Regions from separate parts of the Mus musculus genome. Here regions 2 and 3 are each linked to region 1. Evidence: chromatin contacts called from public HiChIP or PLAC-seq and promoter capture Hi-C data. All regions are on one chromosome and are shown on one strand. The core of a region is the stretch at or near the end of the contact, and the rest is flanking DNA. Distances in the headings are between cores, read along the strand shown. Region 1 holds the start of Xkr5 (X-linked Kx blood group related 5). Region 2 overlaps Mcph1 (microcephaly, primary autosomal recessive 1). Region 3 overlaps Mcph1 (microcephaly, primary autosomal recessive 1).

Region 1 (3,741 bases), core at 387-2,886:
ACAGGGCCTGCTAGCGATAAGACAGGCATAGTGGTAGTGGTATGTCTGTGGGGTTACACCGCATATGTGCTAAGTACCTGGGGGACCCAACAACCAGGAGTGACCTGGAGTCACCACACGGTTACAGCCAACCAGGGCTGCATGTGCTGGACTTCAGTCATAGCTGGTTCTGTGTGAGGCTGGCTTTGGATTTTCTTTTGTTTTGTGTTTCTAAGGACTGAACTCAGGGCAGTTCCTGTGCTAGGTAAGGCCTCTGCTATCCCCGAGTCCACTTTTCTGTTTATTTAGAGACAATGTTCTGCTAAGTTGCACAGGCTAGCTTTAAACTCTTTCTGCAGCCTAGTTAGGTTTAGAACTCACCACGTTCATCCACCCCCAACCTCTTCATTGGCTTGGATTATACGCCTATGCCATCAGACCAGGCTCCACCTATATAACCTCGGATGTCAGCGAGAAGCTGTGTTGGTATTACTGATTACTGAGGGGGATTGTGGAGGGTACTCAGGGACCCTTTCACACTACCGTTGTCCTGAGTTTTCTAGGATTACCAAGGAATGTAGATCAGTAGGCACAAACCTCACTGCTTGGAGGCAGAGCCGGGAACCCATCAGCTATGGGAAGAGAATAGCCACTATTCCTTTCTCAGTCCCAGGTTATGTTCAGTGCACTGACAAGCTTCCTGCTAAACATCCATTCTTTTCCTGTTGGAAAGCTAGGGGACTAGGCCACTATGGGCAACAGTGTACTTCCTAGTCTCTTAGGGCCTAAACTAGCGCCCTTTGGGATTCTGAGTGGGTGTTGGGGACGGGAATCTGCAGGGATTATTCTGTAAATCAGAGGTAAATTTCAGAGATACCATGTCCAAGAAGGGACGCGGAACCTTGTTGGATCCGGATGGTGGAGTTTCCCCAGGGACCGGGCCTTGTAGGAGAGTGGCAGAAGTGGGCGGAGGCACTCTATGCCAGCACTGAAAGGGTTACAAATTCAAACGCGAAAGGCGCGAAAACTATGGCCATCTTGCTTCATCTCCGCTACCCACAGGACCCTTGTCTTCAGTAAACCAGCGTTCTGCTGTGTCACAATCTCGAAAGGGTAACCAGTGTCCTTTGGGATCCCACCCCTCCACCTCTCCCAGCTCTTGGATCGCATGCCACCCCAGCCCGGAGCCCGGGTGTCCAGGGAGCCAGGGCGCCTCACCAAGTGCTGGCGCTCCAAAGTAGCCTCCTCACGCAGCTCTTTGCAGAGCACCAGCGAGAGGAGAGAGAAGGGACTCAGGGCTCCGGGTTTGGAGTATGGGGAGGATCCATGCATGGAGGGATGTCTAACTGGATGGAGGAAATCATGCATGGTGAGGGGATCACACAGGGAGTGCTCTGCAGGCTAGGACGGGAGATCATCGTGCGTGCACCGGCGCAGTGTTCGCCGCTTGCCTGCCTGCCGGAGGAGGAGGAGGCACAGCGGTGGTAGATGTGCCCCGCACACTGGGTTGGAGTAGGGTATTGGAGGGGTGAGCACTCGCGGGCTGCGCCTCACTCACGCGCGCTTTGCTCGGCCGCCTGCAGCAGGGCAGAGAGCCCCAGGAGCCCCGCGTGCATCTTCTGAGCTGCTGCTGCCTGTGCCCGCCCCTTCCCCTGCCCGGGACCGGGTTGGGGAGGCTTCCGGCTTGGGGCCCCAAGACAGGAGGCTTTTCTTCCCAGTCAGTTACCAAGTTGCTAGTAGGGTTGGGGTGAAGGCGGGGACAGGGGGCAGGAGGAACCGACAGGTTCTTAGGGGGCAGTCTCGCGGTCTGTGTCAGATTTGCATGCTGTCCCAGCCTCCTAACGGCTGTAAGACACAATGGGTTTGTTCTGAAGCGAAATGGGTTAGTCACTGGGTGGTCATAGTCAGCGGGTTTGCTCAAAACAGAGTCCACTTAACTACTAGTCAGAGTGGTGTATGTGTGTATGTGTATCATGGGAGGAGGAATTTGAAAAGCTGATTGGGACTTTTGAAAAATTTCAGTTGTGTGTCCAGAAAAGGGAAAGGAAACACGCCTAAAATGGCATCTGAGCCTTTAATAGCCGCTTTGCTTTCAGACCTTTCTCCCAGGTATCCTTGAGGGGTTAATCCAGATCCCCCAAAGCCAGAAGTAAACCTTCCCACGGAAAGTCTTTCTGGGAGATGGGAAAGCATCACCCTGACATTTGTTTCGATGTAGAGGTTACACAGGACTGTGGACGTGGGGACAAAGATTGTTCTGAATCGTCCATGCCCAGCGGAAAAATGTTTTATAACCCTTGAGCAGGCGTGGCAGGAAATTACTAAGTAGAGGTCAGGCCTACAGCGATTCTGCCCCATAGAATTCTTGCGAAGGAATAAGAATACACAAATTAGGACTGGAAATAAATGCTGTTCATGATTAGTGATGGGTGGGGAACATTTCAATACATTTCTCAACATTTTTAGCCTTAAAACATCCCACCACACTCCCCATCCAAATTCCTAGGTGTACGGTTTGAGAAATAAAAACATATTCTATATTTCATTTGTTAAAAACAGTCCAAGGCAGGCAAGGTGGGGGATCAGGACGTTGGCTGCCTCTCTGGTCTGTCTTGTGTGCTGTGTCCAGTGTGGAGGGACATGGCCCCCCAGGTTCAGAATCCTATAAATGGAGATCGCAGAAGGGTCAGCTGGAAGACACAACTGGGGATTCCAGCTGGGATATTCTATCTGATTCTATTCTATTTGATTGGCTGTGTGGCAAAGGTGGTTGGTTCATAATCACACCTCCTGTGCCACCAGCCTCCCTTCTCTCTACCTTTCTTTTCTTCACAGCACTTATCCAGTTACGTTTCCTCCTTGGCTAATGTGTTATCTTTTACCAGTCTGCTATGGCAGGAGGTGAGGTGCCTTCATTAGACTAATGACACTGTCTCTAGACCTGACTCAGGGGAGGCTCTTGTGAGACAGACTTCCTGGAGAGACAAAACATGACAGATAAAAGCAATGGCTGCACCCTTGTCCAGCTTGGTGAACCAATGAGTATTTACTGTGGTGACTAACTGGAGTGGGGGACTCATTACTTACAAGGAGCAGGGATGTCTCAAAAGCAGCGGCAACATCAGAGAGATCACCCTGACATGGGTTTAGATTTCTCCTGCAGGCTCCACATGGCATTAGACCAGAAATGCTGGTATTCTCTATCCTTCAAGCTGACTGGGGAAATCTCGCCTGGGTAAGGTAGATGCGTTGAGAGATCCTTTATAGTCTCAAGATTCCCACTCTTGGTAAGTCCCAGGCCCTGGCTGATATGGCCCGATTAGATTGTTGGTGGCCTCTCTGGAGAATAATCCAGCTTCCCAGAGAAGACTTCCCTAGGGTAGGTAGAACTTCTTACGCACAGGATGTGTCTGTGCTCAGGACTAAAACGGGTCCTAGAATGAGCTAGGAGCTGCCTGTGATAGGCCATCCATCTCCTTGTTTCCCACAGGACTGCTTGTAACTCTGAAGGTTGCTGATTCAGGCCTCCCAAGCAGGGTATGTCCTCCTGCTGACCCCTCAGGCACAGGACCAGCTCTTCTCTGTTCCCTTTAAATCCTGCATCCCTACCTCTCCTGTGTATTTAGTTGGTGCGGAGACTTTCCTGCCATCATAAAGGTCAGGGGAAGAAGGCCATTGTAAGTGTTGGCAAGAGATGGTAGTGAATCCTTATGGTTCCCACAGGGCCCAGAGCAGAGGGAAAGGGGGAGGGGGAGGGGGAGA
Region 2 (3,741 bases), core at 550-3,049, 220 kb before region 1:
GCATTTGATGGAGTCCAGTGGCAGAGAGAACTTAAGCTGTACTGTGGATGGTGGCTCTGCCCGGTGCTCGGTGGAGTGAGGCCGCAGCGCTCTGAGGAAGTGATACGAGCCAGCTGGGTGGATTTAATTCTGTCTTGGGTTCCTCCAGTGCACTAAGTGTGTCATGCTTTGAGTAGCAATGTGGAAGCCTGGCTGTGCCAGGACCGAGTGGCTAGGGAGGGACTTGCCACTGTCTTTGAAGCTCTCCTGCAGGCATCTCCACGGAGAGGCAAGTTGCAGCTCAGCTCCATAGGAGCTCCTGGGCCAGCTTGTTTAAGTTTTCCATTCCTCGTTGGGAAAAGTAACATAGAGATACTGAGGAGCTTGTCATATAAATGGCAAGTTGTAGTGCTCATTTATAGTGCTTACCTAGTGTGCATGAAGCTCTGGGGTCAGTCCCTAGCACCATATAAGCTAGTTTTGGTCACCAACACCTGTACTCCTGGGACTTAGGAGGTGGAGGCAGAGGGATCAAAGGTTTGTGGACATCCTCCACTATATAATGAGTTCAAGGATAGCCTGGGCTACATGAGGCCTTGCTCTGAATGGAAGAGGAGGAGGAGGAAGAGGAGGAGGAGGAGTCAAGTTGAACAAATTAGCACAGACTCCAAAGTCCACACTAAGGCATCCTGAGTGCCTGCAGTGAGCAGACAATACCATGGAGGGGAGTTTTAAAATGCTCAAGGAAAACTCACAGCATTCAACTCTGTCTACTGTTAGAGGAGCCAGAGGCTCAGAGCCCCCCAGTTGTAATGTCTGATCGTCCTTCTGTGAAGCTGAGTTTCTGGTGGCCGCTCTTGCAGAAAGCAAGCCTGGCAGGATAGAAGATGAACTAGAACTCACTGGGGCAGTGTCCACTTTGACTCCAAAGGAACATTGTGCTGCCTATAGGCTAAATCCACTCCATTCATACTTAAGAAACAACTCCATTCAGAAGGCTGAGGCAAACTGAAGGTCAGCCTGGACTACATAACAATACTTTGTCAAAAAAAAAAAAAGTAAACAAAGGGTCATTTATTTCTTGCAGTTTGTGTGCATTTATGTGTTGAAATGACTGCTAAGTGTTTAAATCATTTGGACCTAATGTACTAGTCAATTCATTTATTAAGTATTTGTTTCAACCTAGGGGTGCTATGAAAGAAGTAATAATTACTGAGACACTCTGGATACCAGGAACTAAGAAAAGTGGAAACACATTGGCCAGAGCCTTGCCCTCTGTGGGATTTCGATTGGAGACCCAGCCCTCCTCCTCCTTCCCTGCCTCCAGTCAAGACATTGCCTTTAGTTGCTATCTGTGTGCTTGTCAGCAAACTAGAAACATGAACAGAAGTGCAGAGTGTCTAAGACCTTAGCGGGGCCTTAGAAGAGGTCTTAGACTTGAGTGTTTTTCTAGCTTGTGATGCTTTGAGGCCCTATCCCCCTTCAGGTGAGCAGCTTTCCCAAGTACCTGATGGCATGTTCTCAGAGCAGCGTGTGGTGCCGTGGGACTCCGCCTGCCCCTGGCCAGTGCATTTTGTGGTAGGCAGAAGTGCAGAAGTGGGCATTGGCTTTCAAAGGGCGATCTTGCCAACTACTGCTTGCTCATGATTTACAGTGCGCCCATCCAGTCCTCACTTGTTCTTAGGTGAACAATTCTAGGACACTCAGTTATATAGGAAAGCCACATTGACTTGAGCGCCACAGCCGTCTCTGAGGGAAAGCCTCGGCGTGCCTCTCCAGAAGCTTGTGGTGAAAGTACAAGGGACCTGAGTCATTTTCCCATAATTAGATGCAGTTCGGAGGTCTGCCCCTCTCCCCAGCCCTCTTGCCTTGCATGCAGGGCTGTTCAGTTGGAAGCTAGTGGAAAATTCCTGTGCCCTTTCACCCTGCTGCCACAAGTTATAAAAAGCGTGCCATTCAGAACTGATTTTTCTCCTGCGTGCTTGGATTTTTACTCACAAAATAAAGGGGGACAGTGAGTTTTAAGAATTATATTCTACTTACCAGTGAGGCTAGGGGCTGTGGTACCACTTGGGATCACAGAGCAGCTGGCCCAGTCTGCTACTTCTTTGGGGGCTCATTAATGATATCACTGAGGCCATCTAAGTGGACCTCTTTTTTCAGAGCCACAATGACATTAGCCCCACAGTTCACTCAGAGTTTGCCCTGCTTGGCGTACTTTGTGGGAATGAGGGGCAAACACAGAAGACTGCAGTAGTAGAGTTTGGTTTTTGTTTTTTTCGTATTGTTAGATCTGTTTGTCTTAATCAAAATATGACTCATCCTGCCCCATTTTCAAGCCAAAGCTCACTGCGGTTATCCTGTGACTTGGCCTAAATCCCCATGATCTGCTTTAATTTGATCTCGACAGTTTCCTTCGGCTGTAGGAATTCAGTGTCAAGTTTACAAAGTGTGGGTGCCAGCTTTAATGTTGCATCTCTGTCACTTACTGAGTCCCCTGGTAGAAGGACCTGCCCTGGGGTTTTACTGCTTGTTGGGATCCACATTCTGAGTGTTTCGTTCCTCTGAATCTTGGCCCCCACCTGGGGTGACGTTCAAGGCCAAAGTTAGAGCTGAAGTGGAGAATTTGCTCCCAGTGCTTTGCTTCTGTTCCAGTATTTTCCAGCTGCGAGGTGCAGACCAACCAAGATCTTTCCCCATTCCTCAATCCTTCAGCCCCCAGCCTCTTTGATGACTCACATTGCCTTAGAGGGCAAAGTCCCTACTAAGGCAACAGCTGCCTTGGAAATACAATGGAAAAGCAGAAGTGAGGACCCGAATCCTCCCTACCCTTTATCCCCAGCAGCCAGGAGCCCCACGTGGGCCAGTTTCAGCCAAGGAACTCTGTTCTCCTGGTACCTTCCCTGCATGTCGAGTAGTCCTGGTAACTGCCCTGGCAGCAGGGGACAGCCGGCTCTCAGAGAGAAGTTCTGAGCCGTGTGAGCTGTGTGTAGTGAGCACACCTCACCTGTTGGAGGGCAGTGCTATCCAGGAAGACCTACGAAAGGAAGAAAGCTCTCAGAGTTCACAGGAGCAAGCTCTAGTTTGGGAAACTTGTATATGCCAGTCTTTCCCTACGCCTTGATGATGGGAAAGGTTGAAAACAGCGGCAAGGTAGCAACATCAGGCCTGAGTGAGAAGCTAGTGGACAGTCGAGCCCGTCCTTCCTCCCCCATCTCACTTTCCCATCACTCGGGCCTTCTGTTGTCTCCGTTCTAACCCTGACCATAACCTTGGGGAGATTCATTACGTGTTTGTCCAGGACTTCAACCCACTGAGGTGATCCCTCTCTTCAGAGCTCCCCCTTGACGCCTCCAGATTGAACAGCACGACCACCACTCAGCATGGGCCCTGAGTGGCCAATTTCATTAGGAAATAAGTTGATCTTGGACTTCACACCAGTCTGCTTTTAAGTCATTCTAACAATAGACTCCAAAGATAACAGTGTAAGGTATAGCACATGGGTTTGGCCAACAGAGAAGTATTGAAGTATTGACTTCCATAAAAGAGCATACGTCCACCTGAACTTACACATGGGTGTGAAAACCTGGCTGTATAACAAATCACTCCCCAGTGATGGCGGAAGCACATTTCAATGCATGCAACAGCGTGAATGAGCCATTGAAAAATAGAATCACCGAGCAGAAGTACAGGCTGCACTGCTCCAGTTATAGGAAATCTAAAACCTATCATGGGTAGCAAAATAAAGATTAGCCTTGAGCG
Region 3 (3,741 bases), core at 484-2,983, 150 kb before region 1:
GCATCAAAACCCAGGTACAGTGAAACAAAGCGTCAACCCGGTGTGAACACATAAAGAAGACAATAGCTTTTACATGGCAAAAGCTCATACAAGACAAAGGGCAAAAGACATAGCATCCTGCAGCGCGCATTGCAGGGAAGGTATGAAGCATGGGGCCTACTGCAACATTGCAGACAGCCCATCCTGACAAGAGTTGTCTTGATATACAGTGCTGTGGGTGTAGTTAGTGTGCTTCCCTCTTCTGACGTCCCCCAGGGAACCCCTCTCCAGCTCACACTCTTATATGGAAGCATATCTATACAGGAAGGCAGCAGTGACATTCTGGAACAGTTCCTTAAGCCAAAACTAAGATGAGCTTTTCTATTTCTTCTACTGCCCATTTATTTTCTATTTTTTATTTCTAGAATGAACCAGTCTTTCTCCTCCCTTGTTCCACTCAGCCACCATAGAGGTCCATCTTCCAATAGGCTTCCCTCTTCAAGGCCCTTCAGATATTATTGTCTAACTGATTATATAGCTGTCTCATGGGAGATGGCCTGTAATCATTGTAATTAAGCTTGTCACCACCAGGCAGCCGTGTTCCTTTTCTGTTTTTGTAGTAAGACAGTTATGTGTAGTAAGCATCTTAGTATTGACAAATGATAGTGTATTAGTCACAATTTTTGTTCTTGTGACAAAATTCCTGAGAAAAATGACACAAGAGGAAGGATATGTTGTGGCCCAATGCATGGTTGGCTGGTTCTACTGTCTTGGGGGCATAGGCAGACAGAACCTCAAGATTGGGGGGTTGTACACAGCAGAGCTTATACAGCTTATAGCAGCTATGAAACTTAGGGAGTGAGAAGAAAGAGCCAGGGCAGGACCCAAACAAAGGACTCAGCCACCCACTTCTGCTTGGCTTTACCCCTAAAGTTTCCAGCACTTCCCAAAGTAGCCATGCCAGCTGGGGACTGAGCTTTCAACATAAGTCTGTGGAACATTACACATCCCACTACTCTGACCAGCTGACTAGCTCACCAGCTTTCCCTGGGACCAGATAGTTTCATAAAGCAATGAAGCTTCAAACTGCAAGACTCTAGCATTCCCCCATTCCAACCTCATCCATTGAGCCACAAACTGGGTTTTAGGAACTGTGCCTACCTTTGTATTCATCATGGAATCCCTAGCGGGTAGACAGCCTGGCACAGTCTAGATATCATAATTAATATAATTAAAATTAAATATTTATAATCTGCCTTCTAACAGTGGGTATTGAAGTAGCTCACTGAGATTAGAGCTCAGGTATCGTTAAAGACAGCTGTCCCAGCTCCGTCCAACAGAATATCTGCCCTGGTAGGAATGTCCTCACTGTGATACAACCTAATAGGACAAGGGACTGTCAACTGGATTAATCAGGGGCCGGTGTGACTGGTATTACTTTGTTTTACTTTATTTCATTTTATTTTTAAAATCGAGAGTACTATAAGAACAACTGAGACTATGGAGAGCTCTGAAACATTTAAGATGTTTAAACTATCATCTTGTGAAGCATACAATAAAGGATCATAACAGAGCAGTGGTGGTGCACACCTTTAATCCCAGCACTTGGGAGGAGAGGCAGGTATCCACAGGGGAGTCAGTAGAGGCAGAGTGGTAGACATTCGCAAGGTCGAATTGAGGTCAGCCCGGTCTACAAAGTGATTTCCAGGGCTATACTGACAAGGGAGGGTCGGGGGTGGGGGAAGTGGATTTCCTGTGTTGCAACTAGCTATCTTAACTGTCAAGCTGATTTTTCTTTCTCTAGATTCCATCACCCAACACAAGATCTGTGACTTTAACAACTACCAACTGCTACAGTGAGACATCTACAATGAGGCTGCTATCCTCAACACTCAAGAAGAACAACTCTGGAGAAAAGGAACCAGCAGACACCTTAGGGCTTGAAGTCACATGTCACTTTGTGTGCTATGGTTTTTATCTTCAGAGGGTATGTGGTGTGTGTGTGTGTGTGTGTGTGTGTGTGTGTGTGTGTGTGTGTGTGTGTGTGTCTAGGTGTCTAGAGATTAAATCCAAGGCTTGCTAAGTAAGCACTGTACTGTGGAACTACATCTCCAGCTTTTATCCTTAAAACTCTTTATGTAACTTATTCATGACTCATTGTATTTCAGAGAAGTCTTGACCAGCACCAGTTGGGTACTTTATACAATACTAATAATGATCATGATGGAAAGGTCACAGAACCTTTGTCCTTGAGATACTTGTTCCCAATTATAGAATGGAAGTTGATTTAAATTGCTGTAGTCCTAAACAATCAAATAGCTCCCTAACTCTTCTGACTTAGACGCTGAGATCTTTATTAGCATGTTGTGTCTAGATAGGAAGGACAATCATGCATTATTAAGATTGCAATTATGTCCCTTGAGATGCCCCTCAGAACAACTAAGGAAGACAGGTATGAACGTTTTATTCACCGACCTTGCGAATGTCTACCACTCTGCCTCTACTGACTCCCCTGAGGTTCCCTAAGGAAAGTCAGCTTCTGGGGTAGAGTTCTGTCAAAGGTGTCCAACCCATGACCCATGTATCAAACTTGTTTAAGGGTACCTAGAATGTAGCTCATATAAAATTATAAACATATTTAAAAGTATTAAGAGATTTGTGTGTACATATATTTCCCCCAACCCCAGCGGGGTTGTAACTCAATTGCACAATTCTTCCGGGTGAACTCTAGATGACCACGTTGTATTACACTGTGAAAAGGCTGGACGTGCCATCATCAGGTCAATCACTCTTCAGTGTGTCGACACGGGAGACTGGCCTGGGGCTTGCAGACCTCCTCTTGTTGGTGTCCCCAGTGTTGGGCTGTAGTCTAGTGCCACCACATGTCATGCTGCTCCGTCACCTAACAGACACTGAGTCCCAGTGAGCTTAAAAGCAGTGCTCAGCTCACTGTAGTTTTCTGTGTTACGACTCATGTCAGCTGCTGTTTCCATCTCAGGAAGCCTCAACACCACTTCCAAAACCTTGTCATCTCCGAGATAAGCAATTAAAGCGTACAGTTTGTGACTCTGGCATTGGCCTTGTTCCCTGTACAATTAATGCTCTGATGGTTCATTCATGTCATGTGTGTCAGCACGTAATTTCTTTTTGTTGCCAAACACTATCCTATGGCATGGATGCTCTACAGACTTGCTCCTCGCCCCATGAGCAGAGTGCAGGTGTAAAGCCCAGTGGGAAAGCAGTTGATGATGTCACGTTGCGTTGGGTGATAGTTGATGATGTCATGTTGTTCTGGGTGATGGTTGATGATGTCATGTGTTGCTGGATGATAGTTGATGATGTCACGTTGTGCTGGGTGATGATAGTTGATGATGTCAGGTTGTGCTTGGTGATCAGTAGTCCAGGCTCCGTGGAAGAAGAGGATCAGATGAGGGTGTGAGAGACCCCACTCATCACCCTCCTCATCTTCTGTAATCTGAGTAATTCTGTTTCCCCTCACAAATCCATAGCTTGAAGCCATCACTTGAAGCCAGAATAATGGTGTTTAAAAAGTGGGGTTTGGGAGAAATAAAAGAGATGCCCAGCAAAGAGAAGCAATAATTTTAATTATTAGAAATCAGTCTGGTGAAATGTCAAGCTGCACTTATAATTATGGAAAACACTACAATGGAAAAAATACTTACAATATGATTTAAAACTACCAACTTATTATACAATTCTATAGTCAGCCATGCCAAGTGTATATGCACAGTACAGTGACGT

The links. Promoter capture Hi-C pulls out the DNA fragments that hold promoters and counts their contacts. HiChIP or PLAC-seq counts read pairs in DNA pulled down with a chosen protein or histone mark.
Region 2: a contact with region 1 is called in an H3K4me3 HiChIP or PLAC-seq map of stem cell-derived neural progenitor cells, with 2.1 times the contacts expected there. The contact joins the enhancer-like site here to the promoter of Xkr5 in region 1. A contact is called at or near these places in 4 of 39 promoter capture datasets (the C10 cell line, the SN4741 cell line and pre-B cells) and 2 of 115 datasets of contacts at active chromatin or transcription factors (embryonic stem cells and stem cell-derived neural progenitor cells).
Region 3: a contact with region 1 is called in a promoter capture Hi-C map of hematopoietic stem and progenitor cells. The contact joins the enhancer-like site here to the promoter of Xkr5 in region 1. A contact is called at or near these places in 1 of 39 promoter capture datasets (hematopoietic stem and progenitor cells), 1 of 115 datasets of contacts at active chromatin or transcription factors (bone marrow-derived macrophages) and 1 of 9 other capture datasets (adipose tissue).

Annotation. Positions count from the first base shown.
Region 1 is chr8:18,949,339-18,953,079 of GRCm38.p6, forward strand. Xkr5 (X-linked Kx blood group related 5) reads right to left here and starts at 1,637. Exons shown (of 7, transcript NM_001113350.2): 1 at 1,538-1,637. The coding sequence starts at 1,595. Gm40464 (a long non-coding RNA gene) reads left to right here and starts at 929. Exons shown (of 3, transcript XR_870173.3): 1 at 929-1,092.
Region 2 is chr8:18,724,797-18,728,537 of GRCm38.p6, forward strand. The region is part of intron 12 of Mcph1 (microcephaly, primary autosomal recessive 1); the gene reads left to right. The region is part of intron 1 of Angpt2 (angiopoietin 2); the gene reads right to left. Among named protein-coding and RNA genes, the nearest start is that of Angpt2, 15 kb to the right of the region's middle. Within about 2 kb of position 1,800, at least 69 of the 459 cell types and tissues checked have an H3K27ac peak or open chromatin away from gene starts, as enhancers often do. A contact at or near this core is called in the SN4741 cell line and stem cell-derived neural progenitor cells, where this site is marked.
Region 3 is chr8:18,799,623-18,803,363 of GRCm38.p6, forward strand. Mcph1 (microcephaly, primary autosomal recessive 1) reads left to right here. Exons shown (of 14, transcript NM_173189.3): 14 at 1,784-3,567. The coding sequence ends at 1,839. Among named protein-coding and RNA genes, the nearest start is that of Agpat5, 45 kb to the right of the region's middle. Within about 2 kb of position 1,734, at least 16 of the 459 cell types and tissues checked have an H3K27ac peak or open chromatin away from gene starts, as enhancers often do. A contact at or near this core is called in hematopoietic stem and progenitor cells, where this site is marked.